Linked DNA regions of Gossypium hirsutum: all the other regions are linked to region 3. The links are chromatin contacts, called in public Hi-C maps. All regions are on one chromosome and are shown on one strand. The core of a region is the stretch at or near the end of the contact, and the rest is flanking DNA. Distances in the headings are between cores, read along the strand shown.

Region 1 (4,373 bases), core at 716-3,215, 77 kb after region 3:
ATATGGAGGAACAAGACCATGCATATGTTTCAGCCCTGCACACAGCTGCAGATATAATTTGGTCCGGTTAAAATGCTTACAATTATTTCTAATCAGTTATAACATCCATAAATCCGAAAAATACAAAAAAGGAAGTCAAGAGGGGATCCTAAAACATTAAATGAGCAAATATTATAACATTGAAGCTAGATGGTAAAGTCTAAGCAAAATCCATGAGATACATTTGATTACTTGTATCGCATAGTTACCAATTTTTTTTGAGAAATATTATAACATGAGGAATGGGATTGCATAGTTCAAAACAATAAGATAGTTTTACTCACCTGCCGAAATATTTGAAGAACATCTGAGGTAGAAAAGAATTCCTTTTTAGCTTTCATAGCATTGGAATTGTCCAGTAATGTTCCATCCAAATGAACAGGAAATAACAAATATGCTTCATGATTCCATGATCCTTCTTGTGTAGGCTAGCCAATGAAATGAAATTGTTTTAGACAAACACAATTTTGCATTAAAAGTCCTTCAAAAGAAGAAGAAATGAGCCATCAAACGAAACACAAGAGCATCTCGAAAATTGTTCCCATTTTAAGTTTTACACCAACCTTAAAGGTAAATGAGCTGATAAATTCAAAAACGTTTAGGACATAAGAGAATAAGGTATCTGAATAATTACCTTAATGGCAATAATAGCATGATCAAGAAGTGAAAGCAGATTAGGGTGACTAAACAAGGATGAAACACGGATCTCCTCACGAACCAATTCCAACTGCTCATTATTCTGAACGAGAACTTTTTTCATTGCATAAGTTCCATCATCTACAAATGCAACCCAAATTTAAGATGTAAATCCAGATTAAAGATGCATAAATCAGAACCCGTTAGGCAAGCAGTCAAACTGTCATAGACCAAAGACAAGATTCGCTATGAAGTATGAAATTCTATGTCCAAGGCCTTCGTTTTTTACAACATAACTGAGATCAAAGATTAAAGTGATATCCATAATTTGAGGTCTATAACTCCAACAAGAGTTTGATAATCACATAAAGTTCCACCTACTTACCTATATGAATTCAATTTTATGAGATAATCATACTACTATTGTGGCAAAGAAGAAAAAAGAGCACACTTTTAGAGATCCAAGGCTAAATAATAAGCCGAAATAAAATAACCCCACACAATTTACCATAAATCTTCATATGAAATACCAAAGCTAGCTTCAATTTTCCTTAGGCAAGAGCATTCAGTAGCAGTAAGTTCACAAAAACTCGATTAATTTACAACAAAAAGAATCACTTAAAACCCTCCAAACAAAAGTAAAAAAACAGAATCATTTAAGACCAAGAAGCGAAGGACCAAATTAAAAAAAAAACCCAAGATTTAGAAAGAACCAGATCATTGAAAAACCATTGAAATAGAGAAAAACCCAAATCATAAATTCCTCAGAAAAAAAAAAGATTAAAAAGATGAATTTTTTAAGGGGACGAACCGGAAAGATGAGAAGGGTCCTTGACTTTTTTGGCTAAGCCAACAGATGAAGCTGAAGAGGCGTCGGATATGACTTCCTTCACCAAATAGACATAAGCGAATCCACCTTCACCCAACTGCCTCACGATCCTGAACCTGTTGTCATTGATCCAAACGTCCCCTCCACCATTTACGGCGTCGTATAAAGCATTCAACCCTGAAAATGAACACCCCATTGTTCTTTTCTTTTCTATCTTCAACTAAAAAAGAAAAAAAAATTCCTTTTAGATCTTCAAGCTATCATTTTTGTTATTTGAGTTTAGTCAGGTTTTGAAGCATTAAGAAGCTTCTTGTGTTTATTAAGAGACTAATTTTGTACTGGATCTGGGTTGAGTTTGACACTCCAAATTTTCATTCTTCCACTCCGCTGTTTGTGTTGCGATTGGCTACTGTCAGTTTGACTCGACTGCAGACATGAAAAATCTGGCTGCCACTTACTAACGCTGTTATTTTGAAATTACATTTGAGTCCTTGTACCTTGTGGTGATTTTAGAGTATATCTGATTTAATCCGATCCGTCCATTTGGCTGGCTAAGTAGAGAGACACATAAGATGAAAAAGCTTTTATTTGGCTCTTAGGCCTAAAAAAAATTGGATATATATATTTTTGTTAATTACTCAATGTATTTTGTAAAAAGTTGTAGATTTAGTCTTTGTATTGATAAATTTTAGTACTATATTTTTTAACTTTTTTAGTTAAATTCAATTATTAGTCTTGTACTATGTGTACAGTTAGTCCGTAGATTTAGTCTTTGTATTGGTAAATTTGTCCTGTACTTTTTTTGGTTAAATTCAATTATTAGTCTGGTACTATGTGTACAATTAGCCCATTGCCTCTAATCGGATCCTTCTAAGTCCTCATATTTTTTATATTTTAAAATTTCAGTATTAATACAAATGACAATTAATAGTATCTATTAATTAAATTTTTAGTAAGTAATATGAAAATAATAAACTGACACGACATTATATTGACGCATCAAATTTTAGAAATAATAGAATTTTACTTGATAAATTTAACAATTAATATTTAGTGCAGACTAAAATTTAAAAAATATAAAAATTAAGAAAAAATAAAAATATAAAGATTAAATTCATAACCTTTACTTAAAAAAAAAGAGTAATAACAAAATTTAATCTTTTCAGTGCAACCTGGTTATATACATGGTATTTAAAGATTTGGGTTTAAGGTCATACCATTGAAAGGTAAGACGTATCACACACAATTGTATTTGTCGACTGAAGTCCCATTCCATTCAGCCATACCCTCAAACATCTTACCATATAAACTTTCATGTCACAAAATTATATAATATACAAATTCTTCATACCCACGTAAATGCCATGCTATCACACAGACTTCATTTATGTATACAAGATAATCCTAAAACTTAAAATTGCATATAATTATAGCAAGTTAATATGACCGTAATTCGATGCAGAATTTACCTGTTTGTAGAATAAAGATTCAATACATTAAGCATATCTCTATACTTAATAGTGTTCATATGATTTCTAAATTACCTCAAATTTAGCTTTAAAAACAAATCAATATTGTAAATGGCCAATTTGCCCGGGCCCACTAGAAACCAAAATATATACAAAATAAGTAAATAAAAAAAAATTAAATTAAACTAAACCAATACAACAGTCCAGTTTTATAACAAACCTAAACCCAGCTACATAACCCAAGCCCAATAACTAAACTTAGACCCAAATTTAAAACCTGACCCAAACTTACAAGGCTCGATAGGCCCAGAACATTAAAACTTCAGAAACCCTAGCAGTTCCCACTCTCGCGCCGCAGCCAAGCCTCAGCCCTGGCCTCCGTACCCTCCAGCAGCCACACACACGCGTCTCCGTACGCCAGCCCAGCCCCGTACCCGAGCGCCAACGCACCTGTACCTGCGAAGAAATGGACAAACCACAGCAGCAAATACATACAAAAAAAAAAACGACAGCAGAGTAGCAAATGGAAAGGAATGAAAATTGTATTTTTATTATTCTTTCTTTTCGGCTATAAAGACCTCAAAAATCAGTGTATTTTGGTGACGAATGCAATATATACACGCATATTACACACTCAAACGCCACATAAACACAGAAATACACATACAAAAACAAAAGCAATAGAAAACAATCGATTCTTAAAGGTGATTTTCCAACTGAAATCTCGGAGGCGTTCCTTTTTTTTCGGCTTGATATTTTGTTTATTTGTTGTTTTTTACTCTAAGGCATGAATAAAAAAGGGAAAAGAGGGAGTTTATCTTGAAAGCACGCCGTGGATCTCCTCTTGCTTAGTTAATATCGAAGTTAAGAGGAGATTGAAAGGCTGAAAGGTGTTCTCTCCAGTCTAAATCTGTTGACTGCTGCTAGGGGAAGGAGAATTGGCAGTTTCAAAGGGGATTTAGGGTTTGGAAAAGAAGAAAATGGATGGGGGTTCGGCTGAACGGGGTGTTTTGTTGGGGATTTTAAGGGAGTAAGAAACGGCACCGTTTAGACCAATGATAATGGTCTCAAACGACACTGTCTAGGCCACCCCCTTTATGCCCGATCCGCGCGCCTTTGCGGTGAAGGGTTATTTTCCATATCAGTCCCTCCCTTTCGCGCCGTATTCAAATCAGCCCGTATTCTTGTTTTGTTTTTTATTAATTTAGCCCTGTGATTTACACTCGTTTGCAAATGGATCCGCGCTTAAACGCAGCATTTGGGATTTGGTATATTGCCAGTTTTAGTCCCTATCTGTTTTCGTGCATTGATTATTGGTCCTTTTATTGTTATTGTTTTATTTTCGAATTGTCCCTGCTGTTTTAGTTTAATTCCAGTTAAGTTTTCTTTATTTTTTTTGT
Region 2 (4,362 bases), core at 1,549-4,048, 67 kb before region 3:
CACGCATATCTCGTTTGGTCCCATTCATCACCGGATCTAAGCAACGCATTATCTCCTTCATAACAATCATCAGCATTTCCTTGTTGCCAACTATCAGGTTCATCCGCATCATGGTCTGATATGTCCTGCGAATCTATGCAAGCATTCGATTCGATCCCCATAAACTCTTTCTCCTCATCGTCGTGCTCCTTTCTATCCTCACCACTAAATTCAGGGCTAAATTTAGGACTCTGTGTCCAAGCACTGCAAAGAAACGCGGAATTGTTGCCTTCTCGAACCCGCCCTCGCCGATTCATGACCCTACTCTTTCTTGTTATGGTACCAAAATTTATACTAGACTTCATCATGTCAATTTCGTCAGCAGTAACCAAATCAAAACCCAATTTTGAAGAATTGGGGTTCTTATTCTCTCTGTTCTGTTGCAAATCGGCCGGCAAAAAACCGGGGTCCAAATTCAAGAAATCTGGTGATTTCCCTTTAGAAAACTCATCAACAGTAACAGGTTCATTCACTTGAGAGTTGAGAAAATCAGGTTTCCATCTTTTATGTACTAAATTTTCCTTAGTTTTTTGAGAAAATCCACATGCAAAAGCAGCAGACGCATCCCCTATTTCCCCTAACCTAACATTAGGCCGCCTTTGCCTTTTGGAATTCATGCTTAAAACCAACATTTTACACCAAACCCTAACTTCTTATTAATCAAACCCTATCAACACAAAAATGAAACCACAAAAATCAGCACAAACATGGGAACCAAAAAATTTGCAACAAACAAACAAAACCCAAGTCAAATATCATCCTAAAACCATTAAATCACCACAAAACAATGTAAATTAAAAGTGAACCTGGTAAGAGAGTAACAGTGGCTGAAAAGTTCGAACTTTTGCATGTTCCCAGAACTGGAGCAGTTGCTGGATTGCTGAAGTATGCTTATTAGTTTATATATATATATATATATTGAAAAGGAAAGTGATATTTTTACGAAGAAGCAAAGCAAACCCAAAGAGCAACAAAAAAGGATAAACTAGTGGAGGTTCTTGTTAAACTTTTAAAGATTTTCAGACATAGATAGAGACATGGAAGACATGTAATAAAAGGGAAAGTCAAAATTAAGAAACATCCTTTCTAAAACAAACAAAGGATAAGGCAAAGAAAGAAAAGAAGAAGACTGATTTATGAAGTAAAACTTTTTCTTCGTTTTTAGAGCTTGTCTTTATCTTTTACACGTGGTTGATATAACCCTACATGTCATTAGATATGTGGAAGAGAATGAAGTGAGAATCTTGAAGCCTTGAAATTTCATACTCAATTTAAATATGTTTATTCTCTAGTCTCTGTGTACCCTTCTTCGTTTTTTTATTATTCAAAACTGAGGGCTGGAATTAAATTTTGGGGTAAAAGAAAAATCTAAAAAGTTGAAGAAGATTCTCGAAAAAACTAGGTTTTTTATTTGAGCATAATGAGTCCAAGGTGCTGAGGATAGACATTGACCTTTAGCCTACTGCTTTCAGTAGAGTGCTTTTTAGAATATAATTATAAATTTTGGCTAACATCTATTTTGATTTTTGTATTTTTTGTTGTAGTTTTTAAAGTTGATAATTAGATTCTTGAATTTAAATTTTGTTAATATTTGAAGATGTGATTAATTTTACTATAATAAGACTAAACCAGACGAATTGATGAATGGAACCAAATGAGATATAGCTGTCTGAGAAAATAAATTGTATCGATTCATTTTGAAATAGCTTTAAATTGGTAAAAATTAAAAATCGAGATAAAAATTAATAGATGAATTAGTTTAATGTTAATTTTTTATTCTTTTTAGATTTTTATGAATTTTTAATTATTTATTTAATTATTATTGATTCAGTAATTGAATTGATCAAACTGATTGAATTGGAGAACTAATAGTCTAACATGTTTAATCACTGGTTCGATTATTAAAACATTAAAGGTGACAATCTAAAATTATACTACACACCACTTAAAACTTTCAAGTGATGATGTAGCATAATTTTAGAGTATCGTATTAGAAAAAGAATTGTATGAAATAAAGATATTATCCTTTTTCAATAATTTATTTTTTCAAGATGAAAATGTTTATGTGTGATTAAACTATTGAGAAAGAAATATAGATGACGTGACATTACTATTTTATATCATTCTTTTCCATTACATTATCAAGTTTTTATATTTTCAAATGTAATAAAATGGATCTAATTATTAAATTTAAATGTCAAAATGAACTGAATATATATATACACTAATGTTAACTTAATTGTAAAATTCAGTAATCAAATTTTATATTATTTTTTTTAAATTAAATATTTTGAAGTTAAATTAAACCGGAGATTAGTTTTTATTGAACCCACATTGTTTACAGCTAAAGCCATTCAAACAATTACCCTTTTTAAAATTTGAGCTTGTTTTCTCAACTAATAATTTGTGGGTTCAATAGAGTGCTTTTAACTTACAGAAATTTTATAATTTTAAAAATCAAATATAAAAGTAGGAATTAAAATAAAACATGATATGATATTGGAAATAGAATAAGAAAATATCTAAATTTAATTTATATATATATAATTTTGTTTGGACTTAGATATAAATTATGAATATAATAAAATTTTATATAAATATAATATATTAAATGCAATTATAAGATAAAAAAAATATGTGAATACAAATGAATATTTATACCGTATAAGTAGATTAATACAATAAATATTTATTTATTTATAAAATAGATTGCATATTGTTAAAAATTTATAAAATGGGGTGAATAGTCAGTCATTCTACAGACTCTGGTTTCGACAGAAAAGAAATTTATAAAATAAATACGAAAATATAAAAAAATTATAAATATATATATTATTCTCGAAAATCTAATAACTGTCATGGCAAACGTGGATACCTCAACCATAGCCTTAGCATATCAAATTCTTCACTTCTTTCTACATTTCTAACAATAATCCCAACGAAGAAACCAAAGGAAGGAGAAAGACGAAGAGAATTTAAGATTGAGCATTTGGCTTGGTCCGAAATGGATATTTGGAACAAGGCTCGGAACTTCGCTGAGGATGCTGCTCGCCGGTCGTCGGAGCTCAGTATAGGCTCCGCTAAGCTCGGCGATATAGTAACGGAGGCTATGAAACGGTCCAAGGAGATCGCGGCCGAGGCTTCCAAACGAGCCGAAGAAATCAAAGCGGAAGCCGCGAAGCAAGCCGAGCTCATCAAGTCGTCGATCGCCGAGGGGGTCGCGCCTCCACAAAACACGGAGAGGATGGTGGAGCAAGAGAAGGAACTGGAGAGTTTTGGTATTAATGAAGAGTTGAGAGATTTTGTTAAGGGGATTACATTAAGCACCTTTCAGGATTTTCCTTTACCTGGTAAAATAATTACTTCCTTAAGCTTTGTTTGGATGCTGAGAAAAAAAGGTATGTAGTGGAAAACTAGAAAACGAAATTTGAGTGTTTGAAAAGTCGATGCTCTGGTTGTTTGGTGTGAAAATTTAGGAACTAAGAAAGAAATTCTAAATTTTCATTATATCATAAATGCAATGTAACTATCTTCTGGCTTAAGTTGATTTCATGAATCTTTTCATTGGCAGATGATTCTCCTATGTCTGATGTTCCCACAATCTCAAATGTAAGGCAAGATCTTACAGAGTGGCAAGAAAAACATGCCAAGCTTGTACTTTCTACGGTTAAGGTGCATATAAGAGCGTGTGTGTGTGTGTGTGTGTGTGTTTATGATATGCTTAATTCCTATGACATTTTAATCTTCTTGAGTAAACATGTTGTCCTATTCCTACAGTATGTATCTAAATTCATTTTAAAGGTTTTAAAATATTAAATTGTATTTCAAATGATTATAATGTTAATTGTATGCAAATAACATATAGTCAATAGCTACATAATCTGCATATAATTGCACTTGCATTACTGTTATTCCACTCAATCATATGTTTAACTATGATATTCTATCCATTGGAACCAGAAAAGGGTGTAAACTGTCCCATACTTATTTTCCAATTTGATGAAATAGTAATAGCAATTTTCCTCCTTTTTGGGGACTACTGCCAGATTATGGTAATTTATTTCCATCTTTGTTGAATTTATGGTCTTTTGCTGGGATTAAAACATTCAATGTTGTTTGAATAGTAAGCACCAAACTGTGATGCTCTCTTTTTTTCTCTGATATTTTCCCAAATTCTTGAGTCTTCATGGGGGTAAATTGACCAGCCTAATGTGTATTTATTTTGTATATACTACAAAGTTAACTTTTTATTATTAGCACGGTAAGTGTAATCATAGTGCATGAGCATATTCATATCAATTGATAGTTGGAGTAATTGAGTCT
Region 3 (4,336 bases), core at 904-3,403:
AGTAAACACTCTCTCCCCAATAAAGTTTAGCCTTTTATTCTTTCCATATTTTTCAATTAAAATTCTATTTTCATTACACTTATTTCTTTTTCCCCCAAAAATCATGAGCCACTAAACTTATCTAGCCAAAGGTTGTAAAAAATCTCCAAAAATGGTTTATGAGGCTTAGAATCCGCACTTAGCTTTCTCAAAAGAGTTTCATCATTTTTCCGCATTACAGGGCTGACGCTTCTGTCCATGTCCCTTAAAAAGTGATTTTTTCAACGTGTGCAAGGAACAGCCGCTTCGTATATTTTTGGAGGTTGCACAGTCAATTCGTTAGCTTACTGCGTCAGAGGTTGGCGAGCTCAAGAGATAAAGTGGCGTGGTATTCGCCATTGAGAAGTGATGATCTAGAATAAGATGATCCCATAAAAGTGATTGTTTGCTAAATTCAGGATCCACTAAAATCATAAGTCTAAAATCTTGGAGCTGGTGGTCGTAGGCGTCCTCTTCCACTATAACTGGCTTATTTTGTTTGAGAAAGATCACCTAAAAGCCGATGATTGAACCCAAGGCAGATCGAGGCAACTGGAGGCTAGAATCTCTCCATAAGAATTCTTTTTCCTCAACTCTATTTATTTCTATTATTTTAATTTTAATTTTCGAAATTTTAATCAAAACTTTTAATTCAATTTTTATTTTATTTTTTCCAAGATCAAAACGTTTAATTCTATTTTATTTTTTATTTTTTCAGGTACATAGGTTTTCTTAGGCACGATTTTGACCAGAATTTCGAGGAACAAGCAATTGTGCAAATCCGGTTCCTAAGAATTTAACCCTACTTCCCTTATACTATTATTTTTATTATTTTTATTATTTTATAATGATAGAATATTTTTGGTACTCTCAACGACCTCATCAGAAAAAGGGAACTTAAATTAGCATAAGAGAAGAATGCAAGAGTTGGGAAGAATGTGCAGCTTAAAAAATAAAAGAAGTCAAGAGTGCTCTATTAGGTTTTTCGAAGAAATAGGGAATATTGTGGTTGGAAAGAAGACGAGTGGTGACTTCGAATAGATGGATGAGAGGAGCGATGTGGCTCTTCTTGAAGAAGAATTAATCCAACTGACGGTGAAAAGCTCTCTAGTAATTCCATCGAAGAATCCGACGTTAATATGCTCGGTATGGACACAAAAAACATATAATCCAAATAGCTTAAGAGTGCAGTTATGAAGTATCTGGAAAACAAAAAAGAAGTTCGAGATCCTCATTGCTGGACAAAATCTATTTATGATTTCATTCGAAGATGAAGAAGGCTTAGAACAAATACTGTAAGGTCGGCCATGGCTCTTTCGTAAACAACTAATTACTTTTGATATGCTGACGAAACCGATAGAGAGAAATAAGATAAAATTAGTTTTTTCACCGTACTAGATAAAAGCTGGTCCGTGCCCTCCTGAATGCGATAAGAAGGATCTGATTCATGCTATTGGATCCACTTTTGGGAGAGTAATAAGGTCTGAGATAAAATGGGAATTTTGTTAAATCAGAGTAAACCTAGATGTTCAAAAATAATTAAGGAAGGGAGTATTTGTTTCTCCAAGTGGCAAGGAGAAGATATGGCTACCTTTTAAATACGAAAACCTCCCAACTTTCTATTTTGGTTGTGGGAAAATGGGTCATGGAGTTAAGGAGTGTTCGACAATTCACCGGGAAGATCGTACTAAAGCAGATGACGAGCAACCTTTCTCGCTAGCACTCAAAGCAGAATCTTCCATGGTGGGGAAAGAAAGTTTAATTTTTGGGGCCATAAGGAAAAAATCAACGGAGCAATGTTTGTACATAGGAAGCGAAGCGGTGGAAAACAATGATGTTTTTTCATCTGAGTAGTCAAACTGATCCCGACGACCAAAGAAAGAAGTTATCTCAAAGAAGAACTCTGAAAGACATAAAACGGAGGAAAAGCTGGAACAATTGAGAAATCAAGAAGCGAATATTTTGCCTTAAGACTCGGCTAGGAAATGGGAGGAAAAGTTACACAAAAACAAGAGCACTACAGAAGATAATCAAAAAGTAAACTCTAAAGGCATGGGGCCTATGACAGAGACTGAAAAGACCAGCATTAATTGGTATAGCACTGTGGATAATTCTGAAATAAATTCAAAGGATGTTGGGCTCACCATCTTAGACGAGAGCATTCAGATGGGCCACAAGAAAAGGGGCTGGCGTCGACTAGGCCCCAGAGAAAGTAGCAACTTCAATATGACTGAAGCAAAATTTGGCAAACGAAAATTCAATCATGAGGAGGAGACCGTTTCTGGACCACTCGATGCGGAATGAATAAAAAAAGCAAAAATTATGGAGGGGAATTTGGGAGAATGAATGATAATTGATTTGATGCGATCTAACATGGAGAAAGGGGAAATTTTTCAACAAAATATATCGGTGGCTGGCAAATGGCCAGCTGACCGAGACCAATGAAAATCCTAAGTTGGAATGTTCGAGGACTGGGGAATCCTCAGGCAATCAGGAGGCTTCAACATACGTTGAAACTTTATAAACCCCAGATGGTCTTCTTAATGGAGACCAAACTGAATGGTGTTTGAATGGAAAGGTTTTGGAAACGGTGTGGTTTTCACAATGGAGTAGATATTTCAGCGAATGGTTCACGTGGGGGACTAAGTCTTGCTTGGAATGAAAATGACTTAGTGCAAGTTTACAGTTATTTAAGCAACCATATTGATGTGGAGATTAACGAGGTAGAAAATTTGAAAATATAGCGTTTCACTGGATTTTATGGCAACCCAAAGTAGTCGAATAGGCAAGAGTCATGGAACTTACTTTGTCATCTGAAGAGCAGCCACTCAAAGCCATGGTGTGTATGTGGCGATTTCAATGAAATCATGTACGCATGTGAAAAAAAAGGAGAACCAACAAGGGACGAAAGGCAAATGGAGGAATTTGGGAAACCTTTAGAAGACTGCGATCTGTCAGATATGGGATATCGTGGACAAAAGTATACTTGGGAAAAGGGAAATTTTGCGGAAACAAATATAAGGGAACAACTGGACAGGGGAGTTGCAAATCGAGAATGGTTGAACTTATTTTCTGACTATTTGATACAACATCTACCCTATTCCTTCTCTGATCATTGCCCAATTTTCATCCAAACAACGCCAAATGTATCAATGTATGGGGTTAATCTCTTTAAATTTGAATTATGGTAGATAACTAAGCCTTCATGTGAAGATATTATTAAGAAATTGTGGCAAGAGAAGATTGGCAACGTCTTGGATAAACTTGAGCATACACAGGATGGAATGCAGAGATGGGGGAAAAACATTAAAAGAGAACGTATCAAGAAGTTAAAATTTCTTTGAGAAAGACTGACTGAACTTGAATTAATGGATAAGGACGACAAGACCCTAACAGAGATGATTGATGTGAAATTAGAATTAAATTGGGAGATGGAAAAGGAGGAAATGTATTAGGAACAAAGAGCAAGAACGAATTGGCTGCGTCAAGGAGATAAAAATACAACTTTCTTTCATAGCCAAACATAAAAAAGATGTGGAATGAACAAAATACAAGAGATGGAATATAAGGAATGCACTATCAAAACTGAGGGTGAAGAAATAGAAGAGATTATAAGAGATTACTTCTCGAAGCTGTTTGAAACAAGTGGAGTAGGAGATACCAATCACCTCCTTTCGGGTGTCAAGCGAAATATCACTGAAAGCATGAATTAGATGTTGACAAAGAGTTATAAAGAAGAGGAAATAAAGGAGGTAATGAATAGTATAGGGGAGACAAAAGCCCCTAGACCAGATGGATTCCCAACCATTTTCTTCCAAAAATACTGGCACATTATGGGGCACGAGGAGTTTTGTTTAGATACTCTTAATAAAGGAAAATCTTTTGACTGTCAAAATCATACGAATATAGTTTTAATACCTAAGAACCCTCATCCGAAAAAACCATCAGAATGTAGGCCAATTAGTCTCTGTTCAGTTTTATACAAGATAATTTCAAAATCTATAGCCAACAGATTCCAAAAAGTACTAGAATACTGCATTGATCAAGCGCAAAGTGCTTTTGTTCCAGGAAGGCTAACTACTGACAATGTCCTTCTCGCCTACGAAATTCTTCACTCTATGCGGAACAAAAGAACAGGGAAAAAAGGTTTAATGGCTTTAAAGATTGATATGAGCAAAGCATATGATCGGGTGGAATTGGATTCTTTGAATCAAATGATGGCTAGAATGGGGTTCGCTGAATCTTGGATACAACTCATCATGAAGTGTATTAGTACCGTCTCATATTCTGTTGTGTTAAACGGGATACCAGGGAAAGC

Evidence for each region. Hi-C and Micro-C count contacts between places; a contact is called where the count stands out from the background.
Region 1: a contact with region 3 is called in a Hi-C map of leaf, with 4 times the contacts expected there. The contact joins the promoter of LOC107926689 here to the enhancer-like site in region 3. A contact is called at or near these places in 4 of 34 Hi-C or Micro-C datasets (callus and leaf).
Region 2: a contact with region 3 is called in a Hi-C map of callus, with 2.9 times the contacts expected there. The contact joins the promoter of LOC107926614 here to the enhancer-like site in region 3. A contact is called at or near these places in 2 of 34 Hi-C or Micro-C datasets (callus and leaf).

Annotation. Positions count from the first base shown.
Region 1 is chrA07:7,693,109-7,697,481 of Gossypium_hirsutum_v2.1, reverse strand. It overlaps LOC107926689 (serine/threonine-protein kinase 16), which reads right to left and starts at 1,965. Exons shown (of 6, transcript XM_016857579.2): 1 at 1,487-1,965; 2 at 674-816; 3 at 324-467; 4 at 1-45. The coding sequence starts at 1,700.
Region 2 is chrA07:7,837,952-7,842,313 of Gossypium_hirsutum_v2.1, reverse strand. It overlaps LOC107926614, which reads left to right and starts at 2,798. Exons shown (of 6, transcript XM_016857509.2): 1 at 2,798-3,389; 2 at 3,611-3,711. The coding sequence starts at 3,044. LOC107926729 reads right to left here and starts at 1,280. Exons shown (of 4, transcript XR_001692249.2): 1 at 846-1,280; 2 at 1-706.
Region 3 is chrA07:7,770,283-7,774,618 of Gossypium_hirsutum_v2.1, reverse strand. No RefSeq gene overlaps it. Among protein-coding and RNA genes, the nearest start is that of LOC107926712, 19 kb to the right of the region's middle. Within about 2 kb of position 2,153, at least 8 of the 9 cell types and tissues checked have an H3K27ac peak or open chromatin away from gene starts, as enhancers often do. A contact at or near this core is called in leaf, where this site is marked.